2 separate regions of the Sus scrofa genome follow, and region 1 is linked to region 2. A link is a contact called in public targeted proximity ligation data. All regions are on one chromosome and are shown on one strand. The core of a region is the stretch at or near the end of the contact, and the rest is flanking DNA. Distances in the headings are between cores, read along the strand shown. Region 1 overlaps ETV6 (transcription factor ETV6). Region 2 overlaps ETV6 (transcription factor ETV6).

Region 1 (3,818 bases), core at 137-2,636, 130 kb before region 2:
CTACACCACAGCCACAGCAACACGGGAGCCAAGCCACATGTGCGACCTACACCACAGCTCACAGCAACGCAGGATCCTTAACCCACTGAGTGAGGCCAGGGATCGAACCCGCAACCTTATGGTTCCTAGTCAGGTTTGTTTCCGCTGAGCCACAACAGGAACTCCAGTATAATGAATTATATCTGCGCATCACCAGGTTTCAGCACTGATCAATACATGACTAATCTCGTCAACTTATCTCCTACCAGACTCTTCTCACCTCTTTCCCTCCCTATTATTTTGAAGTACAAATTCTCCCATACTGCCATCTGTAAATACCGAAGTATGTATCTTTAAGTGACTTAAAAAAATGTCATTATCACACCTGCCAAAGCTAACGGCAATTCTTTCATGTTATCTAATTGATAGCTAGAGTTCAAATATGATACCCAGTATTTTAGACAGTGAGGATACAGCCTAGAAAAATAAGGCCTGGAAGTTGCCGTTGTAGCTCAGCCAGTTACTATCCATGAGAATGTGGGTTCGATCCCTGGCCTCGCTCAGTGGGTTAAGGATCTGGCATTATGTTGAGCTGTGGTGTAGGTCATAGACGTGGCTCAGATCTGACGTTGCTGTGGCTGGGGCGTAGGCCGGCAGCTGCAGCTCCAATTCAACCCCTAGCCTGGGGACTTTCATATGCTGGGGATGAAGCCCTAAAAAGAAAAAAAAGGAAAAAAGAAAAAGGGCCTAGAAGGTTTGAATACCTGGGAGTCAAGATTCTAGTGTGAGAAGATGGACATGAAATGGGTAAAATGAAAACAAGATATTTCTGCAAGTGCTGGGTGGGGGATGGGACAGAGAGTGGCTCAGGCGGAAGGGGGACTGCTCCAGGTGGGTGGTGGTGGCAATTGCGGGGTTCAGGGGGAGTGGGGTGGAGGCGTCCTGGGAACTGAGACCTATGGGGAACAGAAGCTAGGAACAGCTTTCAGGCAGAGGGTTTGCCAGTCAGTGCACTAGGAGTCTGTTGGGCCTGTGGCCTGTCATTCAACCACGTGGACTTTTTCACCATGAATGCTGGCTTTAGTCACTATCTTCTGTAATGTGTAACTTTTCAGTGCCTCACTTCCCGGCAAGGCAAATAGAAAGAACCATCCAGGCTACACTGGTAATGAACTTTGTGATAATTTTTGGCTGGTTTGTCAGTTATGCTTAATTGCCTCTGGACATTCTAAGAAAAAAAAGGAAACTGAAAATTCAGGCTACTGAAAGACCCTTTGAAAGATAGAAGCTCCTAAGGACATGGATCCTTATCTCTAATAATAGAGCTCTAATTTCTGCAGGGCAGGTTCCCTCTTGAGATTTTGGGCACTTCCTGATTCTGGGTAAAATAAAAGTGACAACTTTTTTTTTTTCTTGTGACTTTTTAATACTTCTCCTTCTTCTTTGGGTAAAAACCAGGAAGTGGGAAATGCATGTATAGAAACCGACAATACACACACACACACACACACACACACACACACACACACACACACACACACACACACACACACACACACACACACGTATTTTCATGTGCATGGGAATATATATGTAGTTACCAGGAGGGAAGGAATGCATAGAGAAATGGTTTTTGTCGAATTTGATTTAAATGTCATAGCAAGTTAGAGTACATTCTTGTCTTAATCGTTTCTGTAATAAAGATACAATGGGGTATTATGTTTATATGATTGAACAAAAGAGGATGATTCTAGCGTTTTTCTTCTCGGCTATTAAAAGAAGAGTTTGAAAGAAGCATTCTTTACATATACATACAAAGAGTTTGCCAGCCTTTCTTCAAACACAGCCAACCACAGTCAGACTAAACATTGGTAGACATTTCATTTAGTCCACAGAGGAGACATTTGTTGATTCACATAGTTTCTTTGCACAAGGAAAGCTTCAAGGTTAGTACTCATCACTGAATTTAACCCAAAGTAAAATTCCATTGTGTGGTAAAATAGCGTAAAATGTTACCTTCGATTGAACCTAGAAAATTCTATCACCTTCACTCCTGAGAAAGGTTCTGGTATTTTCGGTTTAACCGTCAGCTACATTAAAGTCTGGGGCTAGTTTTGCAGTGTATGGAATTATTACTCCTCCTCATGTATCTTCTTCATCTCCCAGACACCAGTTGGCCTTATGTTCCCCGGGGATGGTTCCATGTTCCTTTCCAGGAGGTAGGGTACAGGAGGTGGGTTAGAGAGTTTATGGTAGATTCCGTTTGTCTTTATTTACTCAGCCACTCTTCCAGGGCCTGGAGCTGTTACAGCAAAGCAGGAAATTATTGTTTACCTCTGTCAAGAATTCACCATTCTCTCTTCTGTGAACTCACATGCCCTTCGGAGACCGTTCTGCACACCTTGATTGTCCGGAGGGGCCTGGGTTCTCTTTGGAGTGGTACGGAGGTTGCATGACAACAGCTTAGCCTGCTGTGACTCTTGGTGCTCTGCAGTATCTGTTTTCTTAAAATTTAAGTTTGCTTGGCAATTTTTTTCTTCTACATAAGAAACTGGGTAGACACATCCCTGGGAGTTCGACATTCATTTAGTCAAGTTCACGGAGTACGAGAAATCAACAGATTAAGTGAGCTAATGCATGTGAAGGACTTGGCACAGTTACAGTCAAAGTAGGGCTTCGTGAGCATTGGTGTGTTATTGTTAAATAGCCATCATTTATTAGGTTCCTGCCTTTAAGACACGTTTGGAGTTCTCTTCTGGTACAGTTGGTTAAGGATCTGGTGTTGTCTGAGTTCCCATCGTGGCTCAGTGATGAACGAATCTGACTAGGAACCATGAGGTTGCGGGTTCAATCCCTGCCCTTGCTCAGTGGGTTAAGGATCCGGCGTTGCCCTGAGCTGTGGTGTAGGTTGCAGATGTGGCTCGGATCTGGCGTGGCTGTGGCTGTGGCTGTGGTGTAGGCCGGCGGCTATGGCTCTGATTAGACCCCCAGCATGGGAACCTCCATATGCCGCAGGTGCGGCCTCAGGAAAGGCAAAAAGACAAAAAAAAAAAAAAAAAAAAAAAAAGGATCTGGTGTTGTCACTACAGTGGCTTGGGCTGTTGCTGTGGCGTGGGTTTGATCTCTGGCCCAGGAACTTTTGCATGCCGTGGGCGTGGCCAAAAAAAAGACACTTTCAAGCCTTGTAGGTAAAGGAAAGCACATGAGGGAGTTCCCATTGTGGCTCAGAGGGTAAAGAACCTGACATAGTGTCTCTGAGAATGGGGGTTCGATTCCTGGCCTCACTCAGTGGGTTAAGGATCTGTAGTTGCCGCAAGCTGCAGGGTAGTCCACAGATGTGGCTCAGATCTGGTGTTGCTATGGTGTAGGCCTCGGTTGCAGCTCCAGTTCAACTGCTAGCCTGGCAACTTCCATATGCTGCAGATGCAGCCATAAAAAGAAGAAAGAAAGAAAGAAAAGCACAGGAGCTGCAGTCTTTACCTTCAAGGAATTTGTAGCTTAATTGAGATAAGACATATGTACCTGAAGATTTAACTAGCATCAAAAAGTAGTATGTAATCGGAGTTCCCGTCGTGGCGCAGTGGAAACGAATCCGCCTAGGAACCATAAGGTTGCAGGTTCGATCCCTGGCCTCACTCAACAGGTTAAGGATATGGTGTTGCCGTGAGCTGTGGTATAGGTCGCAGACGTGGCTTGGATCCCGCATTGCTGTGGCTCTGGCAAAGGCTGGTGGCAACAGCTCCGATTAGACCCCTAACCTGGGAACCTTCATATGCCTTGGGTGCGGCCCTAAAAAAAAAAAAAAAGGACAAAACAAAAAAGTAGTATGTAATCAATGC
Region 2 (3,874 bases), core at 318-2,817:
TTAGAAAGTTCTTCGAACTCTTAGATGCATGACATTTATTAAAACAAAGCCTCATGCCACCACCATAGCAGTGATACAGCAAATAATTGGTCCTCTGTGTTTTTTTGTTCTCCAGCTCTTATCTCCCAGGTATTGTTTATAACAGGATCTCAACCTCAACTAGTCTTTCTGCTTTTACCTCATGCTCTTCTGGTATCTAGATTATGGGACTCATTTAGAATCTAACTAAAAATGAGAAATCCTCTGTTTCCATAAATATAGCCCTTGGCAGTCAATAGGAAAGGGAAAGACAATTTCGCAAAGCCTGGTAATCATTCCAAGAAGTAGTGTCTTTTGGAACATTTTCTGGTGACCCTGCCACTGGGGTCATCTGCTTTTCTGTCCATTTTTCACAGTTTCCAGAAAAGACTTTCTGCCTTTGGAAAACCTCTTGGTCCTTCCTTCAGTGCCTGGATTTCTACCCTTGAACATGGATTTTTGTTTTAAAAAGCCCAGAGACCAGGGAGATGGCTCATTAAGCTCTGGGTGGTCATTTCACTCGAACATTAATCATTTTTAGATCTCTTCCTGGAAGCGTATTTTAATGGATGGGGGGATGAGGGGTGAGAGGAAACAGGGATGTGTAGATCACGACACAAGTTTCGGGGAGAGGGAGAGAAGGGAAGAAAGAAGAAAAGAAAGGCAACTTTTCTGAGTCCTGCTGGGGACCCAGCACTTTCACACATGTAATTTTCACAGCAATCCGTGTGAGTTGAGATCCACTTTTTACAGATTAGGAAATGAAGACAGGAAATGAAGTGTCCTGCTGGGGTCATATGCTAGCTAGTCTGGGCCAGGGCTGGGACTTAAAACCAGAGCTGCCTGACCCAAAGCCTGCACTGCTTCTCATTCCACCATATCCTGTCATTGAAGGGAAAAGGGCAAAGAACTGGGGAGCCAAGGTGGAATTTGCCTGCTTCAGAATTGTGCATAAGGCTCCCCCTGTCTGAAAGCATCCCTTTGAAATCAGATGCACGCACGTGGCAGTAGCAGTGTCCTAATGCTGACGAATTCTAAGCCTTGGCTTTACCGAAAGTTTATGTAACACTCTAAAATGTTTTATGTGGAATGAGGTATTTGTTCATCAGGAACCTTTCTCTGCTTGCTCAGAATACTTTTTATCCTTCCCTTATCCATTTTTATTAGCCATTTCCCCCTTTTGGGAAATGTCTTCACACTCCTCATGGGAATCTTGCCTTCTTACCAGAAGGCTGGGGAGCATAAGCTCTCAGGTCCCTTCCACCACTAGTCCTTGCAATATTTGGGCTGGGTGCTGTTAGGCTAAATCACAGGAAGCAGACTGCCTTTTTTGTGCACAGGCCCCTTGAGGGAGGTTACATTCTCGGGTACCCCCCCCCCCCGCATTAGTCACTGCCAGCGGTATGGCAGACCTCCTTAGAGCCACTCCTCTCACCAACACACCTTCCCTCAAATGCATTTAAGGCTTGTTTGGGATTATTTCCTGCCTCTCAGTCCAGCACTTTGGGGAGAGGACTGGGGGTGCACTGTCCCTGGTGGCTTTCCTCATGGCCCCAGCATGGGCCACCGTCAGCCAGTGGGAGGGTTTCTTGTGAGAGGCAGGTCTGTCCTACCCACCTTGGTATTCTTTCAGAGCAGCCACAAAACCACGCTTTCTCTATTAAGTACACATTCCTGAGACTGTAACAAAAGGCTGAGAGCAGCAGGGGAGCGTACTGCTCCAAGGGCTGAAGATTTAAAGGGTTTCATTTCTTCCTTGCTGGAGACTGTATTGTTTGAATGCAGTTTGGAAGCCGCTTCTCCACCACAAGGGGAAATAGAAACCTGCCCTAAAGCTGCACAGGGACCCCGACTGGTCTTTATCCTCATAGCTTAGTGATTTCCTGCTACATGATTGAGCGGCAGGGCGCCCTGACATCCATGAGGCCCCAGGAAGCCCTGTATGAATGTCCTCCCTTTGCTGAGTGGCTGCTCAGCCAGGCCAGTTCCCTTCAGCCAGAGCCCTGAGCCACAGCTAAGCTGCCCTCCCAGGATGGGGGTGGGAGAGCCTCATTGTTTTAGAAGAGATACAGGAAATCAGAGATTTCCATCCTCCCCAGTTGGGGAGAATTGAATTCTACAGAGAAAGTAGCCAGCTTTGAACAGAAAGCCCCCTCCCCTCACCCTTCCCCTCCGCAGCCCATCCCCCAGGGCACCCCATCTTACTGAACTGCACTTGGGGGAAACCTGCTTGCCTGCGTGATGGGATGGGCACCGTGACCGTGGGCTTGGCTGTGCTGCCAAGCTCTTGCTTTTTCAGTAGCAGAGTTAATGTGGCCATGACTCAGAATGATGGGACCCCAGATGCTAAGGAAGTGAACTAACTCCTTTTCAGCTCACAGTGGACTCATAGTCGACAGAATAGGTTTCATGTTCTAATGAAACCGCGCAGAAACTCTGTCCTTGGTGGCCGAGTAGCATGTGGGGTGACTCTCCCTCCCTCCCTCTCTCCTGCACTGCCTCCTCTCTTTTTCTTCAAGCCAGAGCCGAGAACTCTTTTCCAGCCCAAATTCCTTTAAGCAAAGGGTCCTTCCACACGTGACCTTGAATAGATTTCTTCTCGTGATATGCCTATCCTGAGCTGCATTCTGTTCCTTGGATCTAGGAAAGGCTGGAGAAATCTTCCACTCCATTTAAGGAGAGCCTGTATGGGTAGTGGATAGGACCTCAGGCACAGAATAAAGAACAGCTTACAATTATATAGCACTTTTCCTTCCAGGGAGTACCAAGCACTTCCTTGTAAATCCTGCCCTATTCTCGCAGAGCATGAGTTACTTCCTAGAAATGATTTAGGCTCTTTTGGAAAATGCATTGATTCTTTTAACCATCATGAACCCTGTTACAGTAAAACCTCTATTATCTGATCTTCTGTGAATTTGTAAAGCTATTATTAACTGGCACATTGCATATTTCACCAGTGCAATGACAGCTGATGTTTATGATAGTGACCCTGAACTTAAGATCTGAATTTTACCCACTCAGGAATCAAAGGAAGATTAAATTGTATTCAGGAGAGTTTGTCGTGTCTATTTTATTGTATTCAAATCTTTCTGAAGGGAGTCCAAGTGTATGTCCACTGTAACTTCCCCGAGTGGTGCCTATTTAAAATACTTTCTCTTTTCCAGGCATTGTAAACCAAACTCTGTTTTTGTTTTTTTTGTTTCTTTTTTTTTTTTTTAAGGATTCTAATATTTTGGGTCCAAACTACAGATGATTACATCTCAAATCCGACCGGGAAACAAAATTTCTTCTTCGGGCAGGTATGAAATACCATAACTGTGCTCACCCCAGGTGGACACATCACCCAAGATACTCCCCACCGTTACTCTTTGAAATCTTAGCCCTGCTCTCCTAGGTGTTCTGAGTCTGCCAGGGTTTGACACTGTCCTTCAGAGACTGACAGTAGTTTAGCCTCCACGTGGCAGTGGCTCAGATCCATGGCCCCCCTTGGGCTCTGTACCTCTGTCTCAGGCTTTGTTGTGAGATGTGGTTTGTATCATTTTCCTTCAGGGAAACCTTATATAGTAAGACAGGTGCAATAGACAATGAGGAGACTTTAAAAAATTAGAAGTCCACAAGCATCTAGGAAAGGGGTTAAAAACGACTGGTAGGCACCCCAGAGCACCCCACCGCTGCCTCTGCCTTCCATCCAGTGGGATGTCAGCTGCCTCCAGGTTAGCCCTGGTCCAGGGGCAGGAACCTCAGTGCTGCTTCTGCAGGTTCAGCTCAGAGAGCCAAGAGCTAGTGCCCCCAAAAAGCTCAGGAGGAAGGAAACAGAGGACCTAAAATAACAGAAAAGGAGGTACCCCACTCTCCG

What was found.
Region 1: a targeted proximity ligation map of alveolar macrophages shows a contact between it and region 2. A contact is called at or near these places in 2 of 47 Hi-C or Micro-C datasets (epiblast stem cells and fetal skeletal muscle) and 1 of 2 datasets of targeted methods (alveolar macrophages).

The regions. Positions count from the first base shown.
Region 1 is chr5:60,736,614-60,740,431 of Sscrofa11.1, reverse strand. The region is part of intron 1 of ETV6 (transcription factor ETV6); the gene reads left to right. Among named protein-coding and RNA genes, the nearest start is that of ETV6, 38 kb to the left of the region's middle.
Region 2 is chr5:60,602,319-60,606,192 of Sscrofa11.1, reverse strand. The region is part of intron 2 of ETV6 (transcription factor ETV6); the gene reads left to right. Among named protein-coding and RNA genes, the nearest start is that of ETV6, 170 kb to the left of the region's middle.